Linked DNA regions of Sus scrofa: regions 2, 3, 4, 5, 6 and 7 are each linked to region 1. Evidence: chromatin contacts called from public Hi-C and targeted proximity ligation data. All regions are on one chromosome and are shown on one strand. The core of a region is the stretch at or near the end of the contact, and the rest is flanking DNA. Distances in the headings are between cores, read along the strand shown. Region 1 overlaps CPQ (carboxypeptidase Q). Region 2 has its middle 83 kb from the start of PTDSS1. Region 3 has its middle 15 kb from the start of TSPYL5. Region 4 has its middle 72 kb from the start of TSPYL5. Region 5 overlaps CPQ (carboxypeptidase Q). Region 6 overlaps CPQ (carboxypeptidase Q). Region 7 overlaps SDC2 (syndecan 2).

Region 1 (3,727 bases), core at 343-2,842:
GCTTTGGCATCCCTCATTCGATCAGTGGCTTCCTTCTCCATCTACAGGTTGGTCGTTATGTTTCTTTGAAATGCTTTCAAAACCCCAGGTTTTCTATGAAAGAGAAGCTCCTAGGAAATGAAAACAAACCAGTCAAATGAAAATACTGACGGTTCATGGAATTTTCCCCTATCCCATATTTGGTCATTTGTTTGTCATGTCTTCATTGCCCCTTTCAGGATTCCAAGCATCACTTGCGCATTCCTTTAAAAAGTTTTCCACATCCACGATGATGCCATAACATTCCTTCTATAACCAATATATTTTATGTATTTGCACTGGAGGGAGAACTGAATTCATGTCTGCATTTCATCAAAGATTCCGAATGACCTCAGAGGAAGCCAGGCTTTTTTTTTTTTTTCCATTTTCACTAGAGAAGTGAAATAAAAATAAAGTGGGTAACCTGATGGGGGCCATCTATCGTGTAGTGGAAAGAGTTGGGAAAGCAGAGCACCTTGGATATAGACCTGGTTCTGCTTCTGAAGAACTATTAGGCCTTGAGAGTGTTCTTATTTTTTTAATTGAAGTGTAGTTTCAGGTGTACAGCGTGATGATTCAGTATTTTTGCAGATTATACTCCCCAAGTTATTATGAGATAATGGCGATAATTCCCTCTGCTGAACAATGTATTATTGTTCCTTATTTAGTTTATACATAGTAGTTTGTACCTGTTAATCCCTTACCCCCTTAGGAATGTTCTTAAAACTCTTTGGGCCTCACTCTTCTCCTCTATTAATCAGTGATGATGAACACTCATTTACCAAATGATTTTATCTATAAAGGTCTATGTAAACGTTTGGTGGTATTTTCTGAGGGTCACGTCGTAAGTTTTGTCTTTTTCTTTGTAGTTCTGATTGGGGTCATTGCAAAGCACTTTATCGACTTTCAGTCTTAAGAGGAAATTTGGCATTGCAGTGGGTAAACAGTCTAAAAATTGACCTGAAGACATTGGGCCGAGTTTAGTAGCTACATCACCTATCAAGGATAAACATCGATGAAAGAAGTGCCATTTTAGTGTTATAGCCTGGTCTCTGTAAGATTAGAAAAACATGCATAAATAACTGCAAATAGCATTTATTTGGATCTCAAACCTAGATCTTTAGATTTTTGTGTAAAGGAATGTCTTGTTATTTTGCACATGTGCTCTTCGGAGCTGGAGACACAGTTGCCTGACCTTAATTAATTATCACCCTACACCTTTGAAAAGAAAATAACTGAGGAGACATCAGCGACTAGGAAACCCAGGTAGAAAGCTTTCCAAAAGGGCAGAGAAAAGGAAAGGAAGTTTTTCTTTCACGGGGATAAGTTATCTTCCTGGGGAGGAAGATGGGGCTTGTTAAAGCCACTTGTTAAAAAGTTCTGTGAGAGAAAACCTAGTTACAGTGATGTCATAGGGCTAAAAATAATGCTCTTTGTAGAGTCTTTAAAGGTTTGGTGACTAGTAAAATAGCAATTTGACCATATTCTTTTGGATGGTTAATCATCCCAGGAGGGAAGTCCTGAAATAGCTAGCTTACTTCCCAGAATCCCTCAGTTACCCCTTAGAATAACATACTCAGCAACTTGTGGTCATTCACCATGATTTCACTGGTCATGAGGCCTAAATTATGGAGCCAGTCTGTTGCTTTGTGAAACTAGGTGATTGCCAGAAACATTTATTTAAGAACTACTACTCATAAGACTAATAAATTCCCAGATGACTTAATGCACAGCAATCTGCCAGGGTTCATTGGCATTTTTTTTTTTTTTCCTGGTGTAATGAGGACATCTGGAAACCGAGGCTGTAACCTAGGAGCACCAGAAGAATTTTATCCAGCCTCTAAGATTTGGGGTTGGCAACATATAATGTGTATTCAAACGCCGTTTTTCTTAATATTTCTAGATCCGGACTGGTTCTAATTTTTTCATTGATTTTATAGCCAGACATGTTTCAGTGGACTCTTTTTTTTTGTTTATATATTACTCCCTGAATTTATTACATTTATAGTTGTACAATGATCATCATAACCCAATTTTATAGCATATCTATCCCTAACCCCCAGCACATCCCCCCACCCCCCAACCTGTCTCCTTTGGAAACAAAGTCTGTGAGTCAGTATCTGTTCTGCAAAGAAGTTCATTGTGTTCTTTTTTCTTTTTGTCTTTTTCGGGCCAAACTGGAGGCATATGGAGGTTCCCAGGATAGGGGTTCAATCAGAGCTGTAGCCGCCGGGCTACTCCAGAGCCACAGCAATGCTGAATCTGAGCTGCATCTTCAACCTACACCACAGCTCATGGCAATGCCAGATCCTTAACCCACTGAGCGAGGCCAGGGATCGAACCCACAACCACATGGTTCCTAGTCGGATTCATTTCCGCTGCGCCATGGCAGGAACTCCTCTGCAGACCATTTTAACCTGGCTCTTCCCAGTACTAAATGGAAATTGTTAAGGTCACAAATAGCTGCCTAGCTGTCAAATATAATGGACATTTTTCAGGCCATCATCTTTAACTCTCTGAAGCATTTCTTACTATTGACTACTTTCTTCTTTCTTTCTTTCTTTCTTTCTCTTTCTTTCTTTCTTTCTTTCTTTCTTTCTTTCTTTCTCTTTCTTTCTTTCTTTCTTTCTTCCTTCCTTCCTTCCTTCCTTCCTTCCTAATTGAGCTCATTCTTTCACCTCTCCCCTGCATTTTCTCAGTGAAGAGAATGCCATCTGTTCTGCACTCTGAGTTAGATGATCCTTGATTACTTTTTTCTTGCCCCTTATCCATCATTTTTAATGGTTATTACATCTCCCAGCTTCTGCTCTGTATAAGTCATTTCAGCAAATACACATTGAGCAACTCCATTTCCCAACATCACTCCACGTTCTTCTAGTCAGGGGTCACTAAGACTTTCCTAGTGCACCCCATTTCCTCAAAGTTCCATGACTTTGCAAATGCTTCTTCCTCCGCAACTTTTCGATCCCCTTCTTCACTATTTCACACTATCCTTCAGTTTATCTGAAGTGTTTCTTCTTCTGGGGAGCCTTCCCTGATATCCAACTCTAGCCCAGGTGAGCTATCTCTTTTGGGTAGCTCATGTCAGCTGGTGTATATTCTGCATCAAAGTCTTGGAGGTAGTTTGGGTGCCTGCTTTGGTGGGGGTAGACTAACTGTTGTAACAAACAACTTAGCCACTTAACACAACAGGAATCTCTTTCTTACTCACATAATGATTCTAGGAGGGTGCTCCGCAGGTAGCCGTCTGCTCCTTTCCATCCTGTGGCTCCATCACCTCTAAGAAATCAGAGTCTTCTGCGGGGTCCTCTGCATCCATTTGGCTAATCAGGAGCTGGGGAGAGAAAGTCGATAATCAAGGGAAAGGTTTTCCGTGCCAGGCCTGGCCATGGCATACCTTGCTTCCGCTTACATTCCACTAGCCAGAATGCAGTTTGGTCTATCTTTGTGCTCATGGTGAGAGGAAAGTTAGTTTAGTGAACAACTGGGCAATGCACTCCAACGGCCTGACTCTGCACTGGATTATAAGTTCCAGGAAAACATGGATTAACTCTCTATCTCCATAATCTAGTATAATGTTTGACACATAGTGGTCACTCAGGAAATGACTATTGAAAGAATCAACTTGTCTGAGGTTATGGGATCACTTAAGGTAGGGCTCTTTCCCTAATCAGGTGACCTGATGCCTTGTGCCCTCTGACCAAGAGAG
Region 2 (3,727 bases), core at 721-3,220, 490 kb before region 1:
CTATCATAGGTAAAGGAGTCAAAGTTTTTTTAATTGAATGTGGTAATATCTTTGACGCAATAAATACCCATGGCTTTTTCATTTCACTATCATCTATGAATTAAAGGACTTATTTACTAATATCTACCAAAGAGGGAGGAAATAGTTGGATGTGTGTGTGGTTTTGTTTATTTGGCTTTTGAGGTTTTTTTGGTGGTGGTGGTGGTTTTTTAGTGTGTGGGAAGGCTGAAATCTTCCTTGTCTCCTGTGTTGCCTAAAAACTGTCTTTAATCCATTTCAGAAATTCACCTGCAATTTTGTCTCTCTGGACATTCCCTTTCTTGCAGGTTGGTTGGGCAGGTTTTATAGCTGCCTGTCCTATGAGAAGGTATTGTTTGTCACTGTCTAGCACGGTCAAGGATTTACAGCGGGTCCAAGTGGCTGGCTCCCAGGCCTCTCACACGGCTAAGCTCAGCTTATCCATCGTGATACCCTGGTTGAAAACTGGTCTCTGTGTACAGCAGCTGGCTGGAGGGGTGGGTGACGGGCAAGCTTCCTGTCTGCAGTACTGGTAAAAGAGACTCCTAAGCCCCAGCATTGCCTTCTTGGAGCAAAGAGAAGGGTATTGGCAGATCCATCCGCGTCTCATAAACCCAGCGCCAACACGAACATCTTTCAGAAAATACAATTGGGGAGTTCCCGTCGTGGCACAGTGGATGAATTTGATTAGGAACCATGAGGTTGCAGGTTTGATCCCTGGCCTCACTCAGTGGGTGAAGGTCCAGCATCGCCCTGAGCTGTGGTATAGGTCACAGACGCAGCTTGAATCCTGTGTTGCTGTGGCTGTGGTGTAGGCTGGCAGCTAGTAGCTCTGATTAGACCCCTAGCCTGGGAACCTCCATATACCGCAGGTGCAGCCCTAAAAAGAAGAAGAAGAAGAAGAAGAAGGGGGGAAAAAAGAAAATAGAATTGGTCTGAGAGTTTTGCTATCACGACTGATGCAACCGGACCCCCAAGCTCCTTGGCCATTCTGGGCTCGTGCTTGGACCTCTTTGCCCTGGGAGTTAGTTTTGTTTGTTTGTTATTGGAATACTCTGAAAACATCATTGCCAAGGGTCTGCAAATTGTGGGTGCTAATGGCAGAAGGTATTCCCCATATGCCTGACCTCCTGACCCCCACAAATCTCCTCAGCTCCTCAGACACCAGTCTTCCTGTGTAGGGTGTGTCTGTCCCTTTTCTGGACGCTGAGTAAAGGGGACTCATGTGGACTTTACAACCATGGGAAATAAGATTTGTTTGCCTTTAAAAGTAAAAGAAGGTAAATCAGAGACCCAAAACCTAAAATATTGCATTCACATGTCTGAAGTATACACACAATAGCCTTAATTACAGCATCAAATTGCAGGCATGGTTTATGTAACCATCCATGCTGGAAAATCTGGACTGTAAACCTTACTGTTCCCACTCGCCTGACTCATCCGTCAGTCCATCTGCACACATCATGGGCTGATTAGGTATTTTACGGGTGCAACCTGGGAAAGGCACGCCAAGATCCCCACGTTTCAAAATGTTTAAAATCCTCTGCCTTCTCTCAGAGGGAATGAAAGCCAGGCCAGGAGTAGGCGGATGAGTTCACCAGGGCCCCTGCCGACAGATCTTCCAGACAAAGGCATTCGGGCGACTGGGGTGCTTCAAAAGACCTCTTGGAGAGGTGGTGTGTCTTGAGACACCCTCCCTCCCCTGAATCTTCCTGGATACCACTCAGCTGGGTTTGCTAGGGAGCCAGGTGCCAGAACAGCACTTCCAATTCTAGATAAGGGGCGTCGCTTAAGACCCCCTCCCCCGCTCCCCTTTGCATCCAGCCCCAAATGTATGTGTATTCTTCAATCCTGTGAGTTTGCCTGTTTTCCACGTTTCCCTGGCTCTGAGGCTCGAGTACTTCGCCCAAGAGCACATGGCCACTAGGGGGCGTCAGATCAACCCTGATGCTCTTCCTCCCACCCCAGGCTCCTTGATTTAATTCTTGCGCACACGTCTTCTGCCGGGTTCCTGGACCCGAGCCTCCACCTATTTCCACCCCCCCGCCTGGCTCTCAGGCAGCCTCTGCTGATGGAGGGTAAGGAGCCCCGGGGGGCTCCCCTCCCCCTGGTGCGCACTTAGCGGTGGTGCCCGCAGCGACTGCAGATGTTGATCTTCCCTGCGTTTTCTGCTGCTTCCGTGCTTGGTGGCGGGACTAACGGGTGTCTCGAGCTTCCTTGAAGCAGAGCCCCCCCTCTGTCTGTTTGGGTTCTTTTCCTGACGTTTCCTTGCCTTCTGCAAACTGTCGGAAGGCGATGCCCCCTGCCTGTAGCAGCTCCCTCAGCCCTCAGGAATCTGATTTACGATCTGGCGAGGCCGTAAACCTCTGCTCTTCACTTCTGAAAAGGACTGCAAAGTATGGGAAAGAATGTAAATTATAAATACTGAATTCCTACGGTCAGCAATCATGTAATGGCCTGCGTTGTTGTGTTTTGCGTTCTTTTTTTTAAATATGGTATCCATATGGCTTTAATTTCTAAGGGTCTGGGTTCCCCCACTGCCACCACCATATTTTTAGGGAGAACAGATAACAGTGAAATGTCCCACTGAGATCAGGTATTTTTCTTTCTTTCTTTTTTTTTTTTTTTTTTTTTTTTTGCTTTTTCTAGGGCCGCTTCCCGCGGCATATGGAGGTTCCCAGGCTAGGGGTCCAATTGGAGCTGTAGTTACCTCCTGACGCCAGAGCCACAGCAACACCAGACCCGAGCCACGTCTGTGACCTACACCACAGCTCACGGCAACGCCGAATCCTTAACCCACTGAGAGGCCAGGGACCGAACCCTCAACCTCATGGTTCCAAGTCGGATTCGTTAACCACTGCACCACGACGGGAACTCCTAGGTATTTTTCTAAAATGAGAAATAACATTTTCTGATGACTCACTGGCCAAAGACTGAAATGCCACACTCTTCACAAAGAGGGATGGGACTGGAGGTGACCGTTCTCTGCCTGCTGATCTGGTGGCCCAGCTCTAGACCAGCCCCTGGTGTGGTCAGCCTTACCCCCCTCCTCCCCCGCCCCAAACCCCGTTTTGACTTTCTCAGAGGTGGTTTTCCGGTAAGATTTTTTGAAATTCTCTTCCTGTCCCTCTTACGAGTCAAAGTCTGCTCACTCGGTGGGAACAGACTTCTCAGCGCGGCTGCAAGCGGTGAAGACAGCCGCAAAGTCATCCTCAAGACACAATGACCGCTGGGTTTGAATGTTCATTCCAGCTGCGGGTCGGCTCCCGGCTTAGATTTCACATGCGGGGCGGAAGGAGCTCCACGCTCTGCCGAGGCAGGAAGGGGCCGCTGGTCACCGCGTGAATTCCTGCCGCCCTTCCCGGACCACAGAATCCAGTTCCTGAGATCACAGTGCTGGTGTTCAGCATTTTTGCCCTCAAACCCAACCTCGTCCTGCTTCCAAATGATGGGTGAAAGCTGCAAAAACACCCGGCGTCTTGAAGTTCTCAAGCCACTGTTTTAACAGCCCCAGTCTGGCCGAGCATCTATTAAAGTGGATGGGATTGTGTTTCTCTTCGTGTGGTCAGGAAGTACGCCGACGGCAGAGCGTGGTGCGTGGGAATGTGATGCCGGAGATCACAGGCGTGTCCACCCACAGAAATATATAAGCTCACAAGCACCTCTTCACTCCCACCCTCACCTTCAGGTCTTCCTGCTGTTTTCTTTG
Region 3 (3,727 bases), core at 692-3,191, 460 kb after region 1:
TCCATATGTCACAGGTGCGGCCCTAAAAAGACTAAATAAATAAATAAATAAATAAAGCTCATCAGGAGTTCCTGTTGAGGCTCAGCGGAAATGAATCTGACTAGCATCCATGAGGACACAGGTTTGATCCCTGACCTCACTCAGTGAGTTAAGGATCCGGCATTACCATGAGCTGTGGTGTAGATTATAGACACAGCTCAGATCTGACTTTGCTGTGGCTGTGGTGTATGCCGGCGGCTACACCTCCAATTCGAACCCTAGCCTGGGAATCTCCATATACCTCAGGTGCAGCCCTAAAAAGACAAAAATAAATAAATAAATAATAATTCCTAGGATTCTAATCCAGGTAAAGAATACTCTTCTCTCAGCACAGTTCTTAGGATGCAGGCACTGGGAGTGATGGTTGTTTCTCAGGCAGGGGTCCTCAAACTGTGCTCCAGGGAGCCCTTGAGGTCCCATGAAGTTGTCTCAGAAATGGCCAGACAGAGGGACACACACCCAGATGAGTCCTTGCCCTCAGTCCTGGGCTAGGATGAAAAATGGGGCTTTTGATGATGGGACTTGAGGTGGAAGGAGAAAGAAGTTCCTTTTGTTTTTTTGGTTTTTGTGTTTTGGGTTTTGGGTTTGTTTTTTGTTTTTTTGTTTTGTTTTGTTTTGTTTTTTGGTTTGTTTGTTTGTTTGTTTGTTTTTGCCTTTTCTAGGGCCGCTCCCACGACACATGGAGGTTCCCAGGCTAGGGGTCGAATCGGAACTGTAGCCACCGGCCTACACCAGAGCCACAGCAATGCGGGACCCAAGCCGCGTCTGGTCTGCAACCTACACCACAGCTCACGGCAACGCTGGATCCTCAACCCACTGAGCAAGTCCAGGGATTGAACCCTCAACCTCATGGTTCCTAGTCAGATTCATTAACCACTGCACCATGACAGGAACTCCAAGAAGTTCCTTTTGATGTAAAAACTCACAGAACCTCTGCAAAAAGAGGCTCCATCTTCGTGGTCTGGAAGATTTGACTGCCTAGTGTTTGTTTCCCATGACATTATAAATGTTTGGCCCCATCCTTACTTCCCAGAGGCGCATTCAGAGAAGAGAGAGCTGAATGGCTGGCCACCCCTGCAGGGAGCTAAGGAGAAGAGGGTGATACCAGGAGGAGGGGGTGGAGGACCTCAAGGAGGCAGGGCCAGGGGAGGAACTAGGAAGAGCATGTCAGAGGGGGAGGTTTGTTTTTGTTCCCAGTGCCACTAAGGAGCATGGCCCTGTGACCAAGCCCGTGGCGCTGGAGGCGAGCATGGTGGAACCTCAGACACCCCACCTCCCCTGTGCTCTGTGGGTCCAGTGGGCCCTGAGACGGCTGCCAGTGATGCCGCTTAACGAAATGCTGCTAGGACCACTTCCCCTCAGCAAACTATTGAGTGCATACATACATGAGGCTTCCACTTAAGATTTCATTTGAATTTTTAAAACAAAAGCTGAAAACCCCACAATTTAACCCAATCTTCTCATTTCATAGGAAAGGAGATAAGATTCCAGATTAAGAGGCTTACCCCAGGTCAAGGAGAGAACCGGTAGAAAGTCCGGAACCAGAACCAGGACTTTCAACGCCCAATCCTCTATCCCTACCAGACAGCCCTATGTTCCTCAAACCCTGGGCAAGCATCTTTGGCCTGCACAGCCCTGTCACTTAGGAATGATGATCACTGGCTTTAACTGGGTAGCCTCACCTCCAGTGCACCAATGGAGGAGATTGAGTTTTTTGGATGTTGCAGCAAACCCCCTGCTTTACAAGGAACCCAACCTTCATCTTGCGATGTTCCTCGACTGTGAGCTCCTGGCTTCACCTGGGTCCCCGTCGCCCCCCCACGTCCCTTCCCTTGGCCTTGCAGCCTTGTGCTCCCTGGAAACGCTGCCGTGGCTTGTTCGGATGACGCAGCCTGCGAGCTGGCTGCTGGTCAGGGTTTTCGCAAGTTTGCCACGTTGCAGTGACAGGACTGTGTCAAGACCCAGATGCTTCAGCACAAATAAATAGCACATCTGGGACCTGGATGGGGTCCAGCTGCATATCCTAGAAAAAAACTGGAGTGGAAACAGAGCCAAATGATACACAGCTGGAAACTGTTAAGTTTGCAGGGCAGGGGGCGGGGGGGCGGGTGGGGGTGGCGGCGGGCGGTTGAAGCAGAGAGATGAAGAAAGAAATGGAAAGGAAGGAAAAGAGATCAAACCAGGGATTACTGCTGTCTGTAGGCTCTGAATTATAATTGCTGAGAAACAGACCATGGTTTATACAACCGCTGAATTAAAAGCATTCCTTCAAATAGACAAGGCTGGCCAAGTATATGAAAAAGTATATATGTGTGTGTGTGCATATATACATATATATGTCACTTTGCTGTGCAGCAGAAATTGGCACATTGTAAATCAATAATACTTTTATAAAAAGTAATTTTTTAAAAATGGAAGTAATGAAGGTGATTTAAAAAAAAAGAGTTTTCCTACAAAATGATGGTTTATAATAATTGACCTCAAAGCAGAGAGACTGAGCAGGGAAGCTTGACTCGTGGACATCTGGCTGCCTTGGATGTCGGTTTGGTCACCTCCCCTCTGTTTGAATCTATCAATGGCTTCGTGGTGAGCGGGGTGAAGGAGGTCAGCCCTGCATCGGTGAGCACACCAGGGCTCCCTCCCTGGGGTCACCCGGTGTTTAGGAAGCTCAGCAAGTTCCCAGACCCCAAGGCAGCTGAAGGCACCTGTGATGAACCTGCAGAGAATTAAAGAGGAGGCCAGAGAGGAGGAGGAGGGGGTGGTACAGTGACGTCACTCTCTCCCAGCCCAGATGCCCAGGCAGATGATTCACTGAGATGAATCAGCGATGGCTGCCAAGGCAGCTGCCCACCCATGGCCCTGCCAGAGACTAAAAGCCACAAGGGCATCACCAAGGAGAGGAGAGGAAATAAAGTGAAGATTAGTACAAAAACAAGGGTCGGGGAAAAAATCCGTTCCTCTCCCTCTTAACAGCAATCAAATGCATGGATCACCTTCTTAATGATGGCTTGGTTTAATCTCCTGGATTAAAAATACACCCAAATGAAGCCATCGTTAAGAGATGCCAGAATGCTGTCTTTCTAAGCAAAGCACAACATCGCAGGGCAAAGCTTTTCTAGATCTTTCCAGTCCTTCCTCCCTTGTCGACATCTTGTAGCAGGTGATGCAAGGTAAACCCTCTGCTAGAGAGGATCAAAGGTTCCTTCCAACCTACCTGGTGCTGGACTTTGATGGCCCAAAGATGCAGGCTTGTCATCATTTAAGGAAAGCAGATGACTCAACAAAGTGGACCCCATGGCAATTCTTCCATTTGATTTGGTTGAGATGCCAGATTTTCTGCATTCACAGACCATCTGAAAGAGTAAATGATTTTCTTTGGGTCTTGGTTGGGGAAAGTTTCTAATTGATAATGATGGCACTTTGAAAAATTCTCCAAATGATTGAACCCTAACAGAAGGACTAATCTTGGAAGCTAATTCTTAGTTCATGGGTTCCCAGCAAAGGGGGAAATCGGTCAACCTTCACGATATCATCTACCATGATTCTAAAATCTCATAACAATATATTTAGGGAATATGTTTGGAAATTGGTGTGATTCTTATGGATCTATGTGTTAGTTAAAAACCTTTGTTCAACCATTCAAGAAATATTTATTGAATACTTTCTCTCTCTCTTTTTTTTTTTTTTT
Region 4 (3,727 bases), core at 764-3,263, 370 kb after region 1:
ACTTTACCTCACCACTGCATCATCATTCATCATTGCCAAGCTTTATAGATCACTGAGTATGGATGCGTAAGGCATGTTCTGAGCACTTTTTAAGTGATAATGTATTTAATCTTCACAACAGCTCTTTGAGGCGGGTGCTATTCTGGTCCCCATAGAAACCGAGGCACAGAAAACCTGTCCAACTTTTATACATTGAGTTTATTCTCTTCACGGTTATTTATGATATTTTTAGAAAATGAAATAACTTCAAGATACAGTAAGGACTGAGTATATAAATGGTAACACCGCCATATGGTGGAATGTATATTTTAGAAGAATATATGAGGCATGGAAAAAGACATACACCATACATGGGGAAAAATCAATTATAGAATTCTGGGGTGGGGAAAGGGATGTATCTAAGGTTCATCAGATAATTGATGGGAAAAGGCCACTTAATGTAAATTCACTTAAAACCTAATGAAGCGTTATAATGAATAGAAAAAGAAGGATCAGTTGGAGTTCTATCTTGAAAAATTAAACTAAAAATTATAGAATTTTATTTTATTGTATATTTAAGACTAGGTTATAATGAAACCGTTGAGCTAATTCTTGGAACACAGGCTAAAAGGAGGGTTGGAAAGGCTCTTCCTGATAAATTGAGTCAGGGACTCTTGTGCTGCCCCTTGAGTCCAAGGGAGATCCCAGGGTCACAGCTGAGGGAAACAGAGTGGAAGAGAAGAAGGAAGGTGACATAGCGTATGCATTGTCAAGGTCACTCCTGGTGGCAAAGAAGGGCATTGTCTCACCAGTGACCCTCCAAGGAGGGCAGAGTCGTCCACCTGGCCACTGACCACAAGTGTCCTTCTCACCAGCTCCCTGCTCTGATGGCTCATGCGTTTTCCCCGGGGTCACTGATGCTCCTGGCACTTCCGGGCTACTTGTGCCTGTTGGAAGAGCAGCAGCAGAACCAACACATCAGAGAAGCCCAGGAAGGACATAAAGGGTAGGAGCCATCAGTGGGGATGCCCACAGAGAAGCATCTTCCATCCTGAAGTCCTGCTTGTGGTCAAGTTGAGGCCAAGAACAAGCACTGAGTCTGGCCATCAGAGGTGATCAATCTCTGATGTCATGGTCACATAACACGAAAGCATCCTCATCTGAATTGCAATGCAGTCATGATGAAGACCATTGCAGAAGCCCTGTGTGGATATCTGAGGCCTTCGTCACTGTTCCCCAAAGGTCTTTCTTATTCCTTTCATGTTCTTCTCTTTTAAACCACTTTCCATAACCTCTTCTTGCTTAGCTTCTCTTCTCTGCCTGTTAACTGTCCTAACCCGCCAAACATCTGTCAATGGCTCTGCATGTGACGCCAGCAATTCTCCAACAGTGGTTTTATCTGCTTCACAAAACGATGCATCTCTTCCAAGGCAGGGGATTCCTCCTTGCGGTGAACTTGTCGTGCGTTTGCCGTTAGCTGAGAGCATAGCCACCGAGCAACAACATCCTCAGAAAACACAGCTTTCCTCACCTGTGTCTGAGGACTGAGAGGGCTTCCCCCCACCATGACTGCACCTAAGGCAGCTGAGCCCCAAAGATGAACAAGATCACAGAACTCTATTAGCGAGTGCCAGAAACATCGTTGACAAATGGGCTTTCGCAGGGGATAGAAGACAGAAAAGCCCTGCCGCTAAAATCCTGGATACAACCAACCACCTCATGCCACGCATTGACCCCAGTCGCAGCCCCGGGTTTTGAGCAGCCTGGATATGTAGTGTCCTCTGCTGGAAGAATATGCAAACGGATGGGACGTGGGGGAATTGCGAGGATGTCTCCAAAAGCCCTGAGTGGCGGCAAGAATACAAGGGCATAGGGTGTGACAAGCAGCCAAGTCAGACAGGAGCTATGTCACTTCATTTTTCAAGAGTGACGTTGTGAAATCCAAATGGCTTCAGAGGTCAAGTGTCCAGGATGTGGTGGATATTTGTTTCAGGACCTGAGCCCAAAGCGTCCATCTGAGTCAGGCAGTAACCGAGTACCACACGGGGGCGCTGCCAGCAGCTCCTCCGACAAAAGCCTGGAGCTGCTCTGAGCCGTAAAGGGCCAGGTGAAATCCGCAGGGATGGAGACCGAGCTTCCTCTAGAGGGCCCAGCCCTTTGTTGTAAAGGGTGATGATTACAGTTGGTTTGACCCGGGCAAAGTTGTTCTTGGGCAGAGGGAAGCCACTGCCAAGGGAACAGATGCCAGGGCCAGTACCAGTGGGTGGGCACTGCCCTTTGACATCAGTGGCAGGACGAGGAATGCTGCGATGGGGCAAAGGGCAGGTTCCACGGAATAGAGCAGGAGCAGCCAGTTCAGCTGGCCAGAGGGGCTTCCTGGAAGAAGAGGCACTTCAACCTTGAGAAGGGAGGAGTAAAAATCTCCCTCATTCTTAAACTTGAAATACTATGTAAGCCCTGAGATTAGCTGAGTTCTTTCTTGCCATAAAAATTACCTTTAAAAGGCGGGGGAAGGAGAGGAAAGTTGATTTTATCTGAGCCTATACAAAGTCTCATTTCTCAGAGTAAAAAGTCTCTTCTCTAAAACTTTATCTGGACCAATGAAGGCCTGTTTAGGGAAAGCATATTAAGCTAACATGACCTCTGTGGATGTTAGCTTATAGAGATGCTAGTTATAGAGATGTTTATAGAGATGACCATATAAATTTGGCGAAAAATTTAGAAGGCAAAGGGGAGTCCCTTCTGTGGCACAGTGAGTTAGGGCTCCAAAGGCAGCAGCTCAGGTCACTGTGGAGGCAAGTGTTCCATCCCTGGCCCTGGGCATTGGGCTAAGGAGCTGGCATTGCCAAGGCTGTGGCATAGGTCACAGCTGTGGCTCGGGTTCAACCCCTGACCCAGGAACTTCCATATTGCCACAAGTGCGGCTATAAAAATTTTTTTAATTTAAAAAAAGGTTAAAAGGGAGTTCCCTTCATGGCTCAGTGGTTAACGAGCTTGACCAGGATCCATGAAGGTGTGGGTTCCATCCCTGGCCTCGCTCAGTGGGTTGAGGATCCACTGTTGCTGTGAGCTGTGGTGTAGGCTGACAGCTGTAGCTCTGATTCAACGCCTAGTCTGGGAACCTCCACATGCTGTGGGTATGGCCCTTTGGAAAAAAAAAATGTTAAAAGAAGGCAAAGAATATAATACCAATTTGTGACGATTGCTGAGGTGGTGGCCTCCCAGTTGCATTAGATGTTGGGAACAAGCTAGCTAAAGAGCCCTCAGGATGCAGCATAAGTGATCTGCTTGAAATATCATCATAAAAACAATGGGGAGGTTCCTGACCATTTTCCTCAGATTCGGAAGAGCTGCACCCAACAGTTGAGAGGGGAGAAAAAGCCAGAGATGTGTTCTGGTGAGAGAAAGACACTGCTGCCCAAGGTATCCGTAGTAAAAGCCAATGTTTTAAAGAAATGAAAATAAAATATGTGCAATGTAATTTTAAACATATGTGTATCCCTAAACTGCTACATACTTGTGTCATTGACTATTTAACCCTTATCCTAGGGTTTGTATAGTCAGGTTGGCAAGACAAAAATGCTCCTGGGGAAGCCTTCTCATTGAGGAGACAGAAGCTCGCTGTCACTTCGAGGCTGCCTTCTAGGAAAAAGGGGCAAAACGACAAGTCACTTCAGAACTTGGTCAACCTGCAAGAATGTATGGAGAACCTCCCTGGATATTGTGGGGGTTCCTCAAAGAAACCAGA
Region 5 (3,727 bases), core at 450-2,949, 280 kb after region 1:
TTACCTCCCCGGCTTGCCTTTCCCCAGCTTCTCCTTGAGAGTCGCTCTCTGAAGCCTGCTTGAGGCAGCATTTCCGTGAAGCCATGCTGTCCTTTACCCAGTTCCTATTTCATTTGATTTTTTTTAATTGAGATGTAATTGACATATAGTTTGATAAGCTTTGATAATCGTGGGCACCCGTGTAAGTACCACCCAACTCAAGATATAACATTCCCATCACCCTAGACAGTTTCCTCATTCCTCTTTCCAGACACCCCCCAACCTCCCCCTCATCTCCAGAGACAACCACCATTCTGACTTCTATCATCTGAGGTTAGTTTTTCCTGTGCCTGAATTTCATATAAATGGAATAAGTGCAGGGAGTTGTGTCATATTTATTTAGCAACGCATCCTGTTTTTGAGGCTCATCCGTGTTGCATTTATCATTAGTTCATTCTTTCTTATTGCTGAGCATTTTGTGTCCACAATTTGTTTATCCATTTTCCTGTTAATGACACGTTTTGCTTTTTTTTTCAGCTTTGTTTGTATTTATGCATAAAGCTCTGCACATTCTTATGAAGATATTTTTGGTAGATATACGTTTTTTCCCTCCTTGGGAGTGGAACTGGCTGGGTTGTAGGAGAGAGGTATGTTTAACTTTGTAAGAAACTGCCAAACTGCTTTCCTAAGTGGTTTGACCCCGTCCCGTTCTTCAAGGTTCCCGCCAGCAATGGATGAGCGTTCCAGTTGCTCCACATCCATTTCTTACTCCCGGGTCCTTGTTCACCTTTTGCTTTGACACGTGGCTCTGAGTTATTAGAGCATCTCGCTCCTCTCCCCTTGAGCTTCTTCAGGTCTGCAGCTGTGCCTCATGTCTTTGCCCACCCCAGTCCACTTCCTAGAGCTGGCTCTCTCGAATGCTGTACAAAACAGAATAAGATGGAACCACATGCAGGAGGCAGAGACTCTGGGCCTTCTGTATAGACAGCAGCCGAGCGGCCCAACAAAATCAATCTGGTCTGACTCTCCCGGCAGTGTGTTACCGAACTGCAGCTTGAGCACAGGGCTCCTGTGGCCATTTGTTACCGTCTTCGGGAAAGGCTTTTTATCAGATTCATAGCAGCAAGTGATACAAATTATTGGACTTCTTTTCCAACATAAAAAATAGCTAGTTGCAGCCTTTTGAAGCTGGGTAAGTGAGCCATTGATCTTACCTGTAGAACACTGCAGGGTCTTTTTGTCCTGTCTTAACTTCCAATATTCTACAATGGGAGCTGGCCTCTCCAGGCAAGCTGCTCTGATCGCTATTCCCTGAGCATACTGTGTTCATATCCTCTTCCATGCCTTTTTCCCAAAGTATTGGGAGAAATTCTCATGAGGAAAGCTCTCTCTTTTTCCCCCCTAGAAGCTAAGGCTTCAAGGCCCTGGCACAAGTGCCAGGGTCTCCATGAAGCTTTCTTTCCCCGCTGCTTCATCCTTCCGTAACTATTCTCTCCTGTGAATTATTATAGCCTCCCCAGGGGAGGGTGATAGCCCCCATCTCAGTTCCCCTACGTGACAAGGACACCCCAGATGTCTGCAGCCATGATTCAGAGGGCCAGCGGCTCAGCAGAACCTCTTTTTTTTTTGACATCGCTTGCTCAAAATGAGCCACTCCACTTCTCACCAGCACTGTCTGCCAGCTGCCATCATCTTGAAACGATAAATTGCTTCAGCTCCTGTTTCATCACTCGCCAGTCAGCGGAGAGCCTGAGTTATATTCAAGAGTGCAGGTTAACGCCGTCAGTCCTCTGGGTGTGGGAAGGCACTGAGTAACATGCTGCTGCCTGGTACCTGAGCTCAGGCTGCTCACTTTCCAAGGGAGACAGTGAAACAGTTGGCTTATTCTTGGCAAATATCCTGAACGAGACAAGAGGGGGGGGCCTCACAACCCTCCCTGTTCTCTTTTCTCTGTTCTCTCTTGCTCGCTCTCAAAGCAGACTGGCATCTTGTCTGGTCCATCATAGACTCTGGGCAGTTATCCCAGATAGTCCCAGAAAGACTACCCCAAAACAAGTCTTCTCTTTCCACTCCCGTTGTCTTTATTCGACTACAGAAAAATCCTGCATTTTTAGTGCTGGACAGTGTGAGCTAGAGTCCCCAGGAAGCTCACCCTCCTAGACCTCCTTATTTTGCCGTTTTGCTCATCTCTTCACCTGACTGTGCCGCTTCACTTTCTTCTTGCCTCCCAGCCCCTGCAAAGTACGCTTCCTCATTCAGAAGTATTTAACATCATTTTCATTTTTTTGATTTTTTTTCACTAAACACTCGGGTAGAAATAAAATCCAACAAAAGTCAAGATAGAAACAGTGCCTACTTGGAGTTCCCATCGTGGCTCAGTGGTTAATGAATCCGACTAGGAACCATGAGGTTTCGAGTTTGATCCCTGGCCTTGCTCGGTGGGTTAAGTATCCGGCGTTGCTGTGAGCTGTGGTGTAGGTTGCAGACGCAGCTCGGATCTCGTGTTGCTGTGGCTCTGGTGTAGGCCGGCGGCTACAGCTCCGATTCGACCCCTAGTCTGGGAACTTCCACATCCTTCCATATGCCATGGGAGCAGCCCAAGAAATGGCAAAAAAGACAAAAAAAAAAAAAAAAAAGAAACAGTGCCTACTTCTGGAGCTTATATTTACTAGGAGGCATAGATACACAAAGAGACAACTATAAAAAAAGTGTCCTGACTGCCTTCTTATTAAAAGTGCAGGGCACTGTAGGGACACAGGAAAGGAGCACTGAGTCTGGCCTCAGAGGATCTGGGAAAGCTTCCAAGAAGAGGTGACATTTAAGTCAGCAAAGTTACCCAGAAGTCCGCTGAAAGATCTGACTGTGGGAATGGGGGCTTCACATACCAAGAGCCATATGTAGGGACACACAGGGTTACGGCCATTATACAGCAGCTCCGCAGCCACTGTGTATCAGCTCCAACAGCTCTACCACCCTGCAAGCAAGCAAGCAAGCACTCAGGGAGTTGGAGAACTCAGGTTTATTACGCCGGCAGGCCCAGAGGAGATCTCTCTCTCTCTGGGGTCTGAGCCCTGAGGAAGGGCTTCACAAGACTTTTATGGGCTAGCTCTTCTGGGTCTATGCTTGGTGGAACAGACCGGAGTGGGTATAGGCAGGATCAGGATGGTTGAGTCGGTACAAGCAGGATTGCTGATGCAGAAGCAAATGTACAGAAGCAGAGGCGAGGGTGGGGTGGTTAGGGTCTGTTGGCTGGACCTTGCTTAGTCATCGTGACCCGGGTGTTGCCCCCTACTCTTCATCTTGGGACATTTTCTCCTTCGGTAGACCCTGTGAGCATGACACAGTGAGGAACCGGAAGTTTAGTGTGTTTGGAAAGCAGAATGCAGGAGAGATGGTGGAAGATGAAGCCAGCAAGATCATCGCAGGCATGATCATAACAGGCCTTCCTGTAAATGCTGATAAGTAGTAGGGACGTCTCACGGCACAGGGGAGCCATTCAGAGGCTCAAGCAGAGGAGGGAGAGCACCCCTGGCCTGTTTGCAAAGGTCACGCTGGCAGAAGCTTTGGTAGCATGGATGGGAGGGACAAAGCCAGGACAGGCAGGAGGGCCAGATGGGGTAAGGATGGCTGGAAAGAGGAAGGGCAGGGGGATTGGAGGAGATGGGTGGGCTGACGACATCACAGCCTGGCACCGTGACATGAGGGTTGGGGTACAGGAAAGGGTAAAGGATGAGGCCAGGGTTCAGCT
Region 6 (3,727 bases), core at 479-2,978, 270 kb after region 1:
TCCTATACCTGAAACCCGAACATAGTAAGTCTGGGGTAGGACCTTGAATCTTCATTTTCCTTAAGTTTCCCTGATTATCAAGATGTAAGGTGTCTGTGAATCATCCTTTGAGGAAGAGGAGGGGTTCCAAGTCCTTATTCATGTCTTCAAACAGCAACTACCTATTGTAACCACCTAAGAATCAGTTAATTTAGGCAGTGTTTTCCCAGTTTATTAATGTTATCAGGTTCAGAACCAAAGGGATAACAGGCTACTTGGCATGAACAGCAGTTTGGTGGCTGCTAAGAATTCTCTGCGGCGGGAAGACCCGGGTGGGTTCCAGGACCCTGTGGATGAAGTTTTGGCAACACTGAGCAGCTTATCACCCTGACTCCGTTTTCTCCAGTATGTGAGTGGAGATAATTATCCTTGCCTTCTATCCCCCAATGCTGATGTTCTGACAAATGTTGAGGCACAACTTGTGAAAATAAACTAATTTCTCTGAGGTAGTGTCGTTACCTAAGTAACAGATTTCCAGAAACCAAACACCCGTAGAAAATGAAGCATTGCCCTTGTGTTTTAGAATAACTTCCCTCAGTTTGGGATGATGGTTTGTAAACCTGTTTCCTCAGAGACACTGCCTCTAACTTCCACGTTTACTGTCATCCTGTCTCAATTCATTTCTCTAACGATATTGAGATGCCAGATTGCCTGTCTACACCACCCTTGAACTGGTGCCCTTGGAACTCTTACTTTCCCACGCTCAGAACCCAGGAGGTCAACCGTACTCGACTCGCCAACAATAGCAAACAGCCGCTGAGCCAGCCTAAAATGAGATATGGGATTAAAAGTCAGGTTAAACCACAAAGCCTCCCCACTCATGAGTCAGTGTGTGGGTGCCTCAATACAAGACTACATGCAAGAGAGAAAGACTGAGTGAGGGGAAGTTCTCAATGCTTCTTTGTTTGTTTGTTTTCCTTTTTTTTTTTTTTTTTTTTGTCTTTTTAGGCAAAACCTCGGCATATGGAGGTTTCCAGGTTATGGGTCGAATAGGAGCTATAGCTGCCAGCTGACACCACAGCCACAGCAATGCAGGATCCAAGCTGTGTCTGTGACCTACCCCACAGCTCACAGCAACACCAGATACTTAATCCACTGATCAAAGTCAGGAATTGAACCCGCAACCTCATGGATACTGGTCAGGTTCGTTAACCGCTGAGCCATGACGGGAACTCCTCAATGCTTCTTTGGAATCGGAATGTTTAAAGGAAGCATCCTTGCCCACCCTCACCAGGGAAACCTCCCTCTTGTTTTAGCCACATCACCCTTTCTGGTCACTTCACAGCTGCAAGAGTCACTTCTTGCAGCTTTGTCAACGGCCAGGGGAATGCCTGTGGTGGAGCAAGGCAGGTTTATCACTCTTATAACTCCTTGCAGTGAGGCAGGACGCATCCCATGAGGACCCAGGAGGCATCTCAATCAAAGGATGTCAAAAAGGACTTGGAAGATTTGGGTTTTGGTTAGGGCAGGGTTTGGATGGGTCCAGGGAAGCAAGGCTTTACTCTAGCTTGGTCGCTCTCTGGAAGGGGGATAATTTAATGACTGGGCATCTTAAATCTCCTGTCTATGGAGGGCAAACTCAATGGAGACTGATGTTGTAATGCGTGAAAGAAGCAGCCGTCACTCATATGACGCCAAAAAGGGGATGTTTAGTATTTTGTGGTTTGCACAGTGACTTTGTTTTAGTCTGGGCAAAACTATGAAATGGCCTGTTTTGGCTTGCTTCATCAGTCACAGAATGCCCTTATCTGATGCTGGTGTCCCATGAGATTCGTTACCCGTCCAGCTGGAGCACAAGATGGTCTGGCATCTTCGACCACCCTGCCGTCTACCTGTAGGTGTCACACAAGTTCCCAGATGTCAACGGCTGCTTTCTCCGTTTCCAGTTCAAATGTCTTTGTTGGGTAAAATCAGTTTTAGAGCAGTATGATTTTTGTTGTTGTGAACATTTCTCAGCGTAGGTGCTTTACACTCAGTGCTCTCCTGACACTTGGGAAATGGATGGAGAATTATTAAGCTTTGCCATTGTGTGTGATGTGATCAGTTTATCTGATCTCAAGTTATATGTCCCTAACATTTAAGAACCTACGCATTAGGGACATCTAGGGATTTAGGAACAGTAGGAAGAGTGAGGAAAGATCCCTCCCCAAGAAACTATAGGTTAGTAGGAAATTATAAGGAGGAGCAAGAGGATATAAAATTATGGCCAAAGTCTACTCAAGGGTGGAATAGATGGTTGACAGAGGGACATAAAATATCAGACCTATCTGAACTCCTTGCAGCCAGATAAGCTGCAAGAACCCTTAGAATCAATAACCAACAAGGCACATGATTCCTACCATTTTATAATTTCTTTGTTCATTTATACACACACATATGTATACCACCTGGCACTGACTCATGATACTGAAATCATGGGCTGCTAAAATTATGAGAAAAGGCAGCTCATGTTCCAGGAGGTTTTCTTAACTGAGGAGAAAGTAAGCAGGATGAAAACTCAGTAGAAAACTGTGCGACATTTAGTTCTAACCCCCATTACCTTTGAAATCTGTCTGAAATCTCTTGTCAACTGCGGTTATCCTCAGGACCTTAAGGTGTGACGCCTATGAAATGTTCATTTTCACATAGACATAGAATAGTGTGGGAGGGGTGCTCTTCTTTTCCAACAGGAACTTCTGCAGAAACACTCAGTAGAGAGGGACCTTCCTCAAGGGGTGCAGGGAGGGCCCCTGCGCTGCCACTGAGCGGCTTAGATAACCACGGAGACTGAACTCTCACTTGATACTTGGTACCCTGGCCACAGACAGTGGCCCCTCTTCTTTTCCAGATTCTTTGTAAGGACTAAGCCTACTGAGAGGTTAAACCACCCATCAGAATATGAAATCTCTAAGGGAACCCATTTGCCTGGTGATTTCTTTGCTTCTACTTTAAAGCCTGTTCAGATCCAATACTTGGAGGCTCCCCAACACCATAAGGTGTGAGGCTTCATGAACAGGTGGGGAAAGCACCTGGTAAGCTCCTCCTTCTACTCCTGGGGGTGTGTCAAAGCCTCCTTGCTCCTTTGTTCTTTTTCTTTTTCTCTTGTATCAGGCTGAGCATTCTGAAAGGAACAAAATTCTCCTCCGATAGCTCTTATATAACACTTTTGTGCTCGGCTCTCCAAGGATTGAGAATTGGACGCATAATTCTCCATTCATTTCCCAAGTGTCGGGAGAGAATTGAGTTTAACGGCTCCAATTCCCTTGCAGGTTACCCTGTCTATCTAGATGAATTAGTATTCAACACAGCTTTGGGGAAAAGCTCAGATGATTTGCAGGTTTGCAAATTGTTCAGACGCATAATGAAATCTCAGGCTGAGGAAATCTCGAAACAGCTCATGAGCACAAGCTTTCCCCCAGATGTCTGGACATCCTGGATCAGCTCCTTCCTTGTTCCTTCTTTGCCTCTAGGCCAGGGGCTGCTTGAGAAAGTCCCACATACCTTGACTTGGGGAGGCTGCAGGTGCATGGCCTCTAGCCTTGGCTGGGCCCTCGATGAGGCCACGTATTCCTGCCCCATGTCCTCGGTCGCTTCCTCACCCAAACAGTCTCCACTGACATGCTCCCGACCTCCGTTTTCTCCCTCGCTCAGCAAAGGGCTGTCCATTATCCATCCTTCCCCACTCTCCCTTTTAGATGCAATAGGGTAT
Region 7 (3,727 bases), core at 815-3,314, 260 kb before region 1:
TTGTCTTGGCCAGAGGCCTTGAGTTTTGAGTTCTGTGTCCTTGAAGAGGCCTTGAAGTCCAGCACCTTGAAATTCCCAGTCTGAGACTTTAAACTGCCAATTTCATCGTTGAGAATCTGCTTTGCAGTGAATATGAAGCAAGGAATTTGCAGCTTTGAGGGCATGCATTTCACTGCCTTGATGTTGATTTTAGTGGTCAGTAGAACCATGGCAACCAAAAGCCCTCACCCCCAACTCTAGAGCATCCTAGGCAATGTGTATACCTGGAATAGACTTCATCGGATGGGTGTTTGCAGCCTATTGTACACTGTGTAAAACATTCTTCCTCATCACTGTTCTAGCAAATTGAACTCAAATGTGCACGTGTGCCTTTTATCTCTTGGATCTCAAATTTTGTCAGAAACATTTCTTGGGTCATCTGAGTGTAGAGATCTAAAAATTGAGTGTTTTAACAGAACACTTTTTTTTTTCATTTACTCAATGAATTTATTACATTTGTAGTTGTACGATGATCATCACAATCCAATTTTATAGGATTTCCATCCCACGACCCCAGTGCATCCCCCCACCCCCCAAACTGTCTCCTTTGGAGACCATAAGTTTTTCAAAGTCTGTGAGTCAGGATCTGCAGAACACTCTTAAACTGAAATGGAGATCCTTAGTTCTTCGGAAAAACTTAGGAAAGAGTGTTATTTGAAAATAATTTGGAGTATTTCTAAACTTTCCCCCTATTTATCTCCTTTGCATTTATTTTCCTCCCAACCAGGAGGGGAAAAAAATCCCCCCCCCCCATGATTATGTTTGTTTCCTGTTCTTGAATCACAATCACCCTGAAGGGCTTGGTGGTTTGAGGCGCTCCTGCAGGGTGTGGGATAAGTGACTAACAGAAGTCCTTATCTGTAGAGAACCCTGAAGATGGGACTGGGGTCTTTATCCCTGAGAGCTGTTCAGCAGCTGCTGTGAACTGAGCAGCCTTTTTAGAGATGCTTGGCTTGTGAGTTGTTGGGAAAGGGGAGATTCAATCCTAATAACAGTGACACTAGGGAGCATTACTACATGGTAGATGGGACCAGGTCTCCTTCCCCAAATTGACCCATTAGAGACAATAATTTGGGGGATGTTTATTAATGGACCCTCTGTTCCTCCACGTTTGCAGTGTCTTCATCAGGCTGTTATCTTAGGGCCTCCCATCAGGGAAGACACAGTTTTAAAAGTCCTCATCTCAGGGGTTCCTGCTGTGGCACAGTGAGTGGGTTAAGAATCCAACTGCAGCAGCTTGGGTTGCCGCGGTGGCGCGGGTTTGATCCCTGGCCCAGTACGGTGGGTTAAAAAGGATCTGGCATTGCCACATCTGCAGCATAGGTTGCAGCTGTGACTTGGATTCAGTTGGCCTGGGAACTTCCATATGTTACGGGTGTGACCACTTTAAAAAAAAAAAAATTGTTAGAAAAGTCCTCATATCAGTTTCTTTTCTGAGGGCTATAATCCCAAAATGTTTTTGGGTAGAGGCTCAGTAAGTACTTATTACTGATTTTTTTTTAATTGAGCATTGTTTAAAACAAATAGAATCTATTTCCTAAGGTTAAAGCCAAGCCTGGAAGTGGTCGTAATATAGTGTGTTTATGAGTCCTAGTCCTTTAGCTGAAAGCATAGTGTTAGGAACCTTTGTGACTCATCAGTTTTGAAATCCAGCTCACTCTTGAGACTGTTCTCTCTCTTTTCTGTTGGAAATTTCACACTTGGGCTTTTGGGGTTTCCCAAGGAGTGTATAGTCCTTCCAACGACAGACAACATAGATGGACTGGGGCCTCTCTACTCACATGAAAGTTTGAACCCCCAAAAGGGGTCTCATATTTCTAAGTGTGTGTAATGTAAAATGTAAAAATTAAAATAAAAATGAAAGATGGGATGGTTTCTCCAGTCTCACTTGTAGAATTTTGGGTAGACTCTAGCGATAACTTAAGCAGTTGATGGAGAGTGTAACTTAAGCAGTTGATGGAGAGTGTGAATAGTCATTCCCAGAGACAGACAGATTCTGCTGAAAAAGAAAGCTGACTGGCTGACAATACAACTATTATTGCTTATGAGGAAGGAGTTTGGATACTCCCCATTTCGTAGATGTAATACCTCTGTTGACTTGGGCTGATTCTGACCCAAGGCCCTTGGGAAATCACTTAGTTTCAAACAAGTCCCCTGACCTCTCTTCTCTAGACACATTTTATTTAAAAAAAAAAAAATCTATGGAAACATTGTACAGTGATTTTTTTTTTTTTTTTTTTTTTTTTTTTGCTTCTTAGGGCCACATTGTGGCATATGGAGGTTCCCAGGCTAGGGGTTGAAGCGGAGCTACAGCTGCTGGCCTCCACCACAGCCACAGCAACTCAGGATCCAGCGTGTGTCTGCAACCTACACCTCAGCTCACAGCAACACCGGATCCTTAACCCACTGAGCGAGCCCAGGGATCAAACCCACGTCCTCATAGATACTAGTTGGGTTTGTTACCACTGAGTCATGGCGGGAACTCCAACAGTGATTCTTATTTAAACTGGCCAATCATACCAGCCCAGTGTTCTTCTCTGATTATTCCTCATCCATGTCTGGAGTCCCCAGATATGGGTCTCACTCCTGGGGTGACAGGAATCGCATTGCTTCCTATTGATGGGTGCCCTGATCAGTTTTCCAGTCCTGATATCCTCAGCTCTTGGCTCCTACCCTCCATCTCTGTGATCATCTGTCTGTGATCATCTGTCTGGCAAGGTCCCCTGTTGCCCGAGGGCTGTACCTTCCTGTTGAGCAGGGCTTGGAACTTGTCTCCTGCTCAGCCAGTGATCAGCACACTTACTCAAGTCTCCCCATCGCCCGCTGCTGAGCAGGGCTGCTGGAACAGTAGGTGACTGTCCCTTGGGAGCTCCCACTTCATTCTAGCCTGTGAGCCCATTCCCTGGGCCAGGGTTTCTTTGGCCCCCACCCAGCCTGGGGAAGGTTGGCGTAGGTGCAGAAAACACCTCTCTCGTACTTGCTGAGGGATACCTCACATTCCTCCCACAAGCCCCAAGCATTTCACCTCTCACCCATTAAATGGAACTAAGAGAGAAAAGCTGCCTGTATTTTAATTTTCCCTCATCCAACCCACCTCTTCTTCCTGGGAGGGTAGAAAACCGACCCCCATCACTAAATAATTACTGGTAACGGCAGCCGTGTACTGCTTACTTATGTGCCAAGCAGCAGTGCTAAGCAGACTGTGTTTGTTAAGTCTTGGAATCCTCACTGCCGTCTTGGGAGGCAAGTATATGCTGTTATCCGCCCCCCGTATACAGGTGAATTAACCAGAGACCCGGAGCAGGTAGATCACTTGGCCAAAGTCCCTGAGCAGGTGGAACCCAGGATTAACCTAACCTATGTAGCTCCAAGGCTCTGCCTTTACACCGCTTGTACTGCTCATCACCAAGTGCATGCTGGCTTCAGGGTGGTTAATTTTGGCTTCCATTGGACTTTGCAGGTGATTGCATTTGACTTTTTTTGTCATTTTTTTTGTCCTTTTTTTAGGGCTGCACCGTGGCATATGGAGGTTCCCAGGCTAGGGTCTAATCGGAGCTACAGTTGCCGGCCTACGCCAGAGCCACAGCAACGCTAGATCTGAGCAACATCTGCAACCTACACCACAGCTCATGGCAACGCCAGATCCTTAACCCACTGAGTGAGGCCAGGGATCAAACCTGCAACCTCA

The links. Hi-C and Micro-C count contacts between places; a contact is called where the count stands out from the background.
Region 2: a contact with region 1 is called in a targeted proximity ligation map of alveolar macrophages. A contact is called at or near these places in 2 of 47 Hi-C or Micro-C datasets (both in embryonic fibroblasts) and 1 of 2 datasets of targeted methods (alveolar macrophages).
Region 3: a contact with region 1 is called in a Hi-C map of embryonic fibroblasts, with 1.8 times the contacts expected there. A contact is called at or near these places in 1 of 47 Hi-C or Micro-C datasets (embryonic fibroblasts) and 1 of 2 datasets of targeted methods (alveolar macrophages).
Region 4: a contact with region 1 is called in a targeted proximity ligation map of alveolar macrophages. A contact is called at or near these places in 1 of 47 Hi-C or Micro-C datasets (embryonic fibroblasts) and 1 of 2 datasets of targeted methods (alveolar macrophages).
Region 5: a targeted proximity ligation map of alveolar macrophages shows a contact between it and region 1. A contact is called at or near these places in 1 of 47 Hi-C or Micro-C datasets (embryonic fibroblasts) and 1 of 2 datasets of targeted methods (alveolar macrophages).
Region 6: a targeted proximity ligation map of alveolar macrophages shows a contact between it and region 1. A contact is called at or near these places in 1 of 47 Hi-C or Micro-C datasets (embryonic fibroblasts) and 1 of 2 datasets of targeted methods (alveolar macrophages).
Region 7: a contact with region 1 is called in a targeted proximity ligation map of alveolar macrophages. A contact is called at or near these places in 1 of 47 Hi-C or Micro-C datasets (embryonic fibroblasts) and 1 of 2 datasets of targeted methods (alveolar macrophages).

What each region holds. Positions count from the first base shown.
Region 1 is chr4:39,805,221-39,808,947 of Sscrofa11.1, reverse strand. It overlaps CPQ (carboxypeptidase Q), which reads left to right. Exons shown (of 8, transcript NM_001243691.1): 2 at 1-47. Among named protein-coding and RNA genes, the nearest start is that of CPQ, 49 kb to the left of the region's middle.
Region 2 is chr4:40,291,009-40,294,735 of Sscrofa11.1, reverse strand. No RefSeq gene overlaps it. Among named protein-coding and RNA genes, the nearest start is that of PTDSS1, 83 kb to the left of the region's middle.
Region 3 is chr4:39,346,190-39,349,916 of Sscrofa11.1, reverse strand. No RefSeq gene overlaps it. Among named protein-coding and RNA genes, the nearest start is that of TSPYL5, 15 kb to the left of the region's middle.
Region 4 is chr4:39,433,042-39,436,768 of Sscrofa11.1, reverse strand. No RefSeq gene overlaps it. Among named protein-coding and RNA genes, the nearest start is that of TSPYL5, 72 kb to the right of the region's middle.
Region 5 is chr4:39,522,318-39,526,044 of Sscrofa11.1, reverse strand. The region is part of intron 7 of CPQ (carboxypeptidase Q); the gene reads left to right. Among named protein-coding and RNA genes, the nearest start is that of TSPYL5, 160 kb to the right of the region's middle.
Region 6 is chr4:39,540,057-39,543,783 of Sscrofa11.1, reverse strand. All of the region lies in intron 7 of CPQ (carboxypeptidase Q), which reads left to right. Among named protein-coding and RNA genes, the nearest start is that of TSPYL5, 180 kb to the right of the region's middle.
Region 7 is chr4:40,063,483-40,067,209 of Sscrofa11.1, reverse strand. The region is part of intron 1 of SDC2 (syndecan 2); the gene reads left to right. Among named protein-coding and RNA genes, the nearest start is that of SDC2, 64 kb to the left of the region's middle.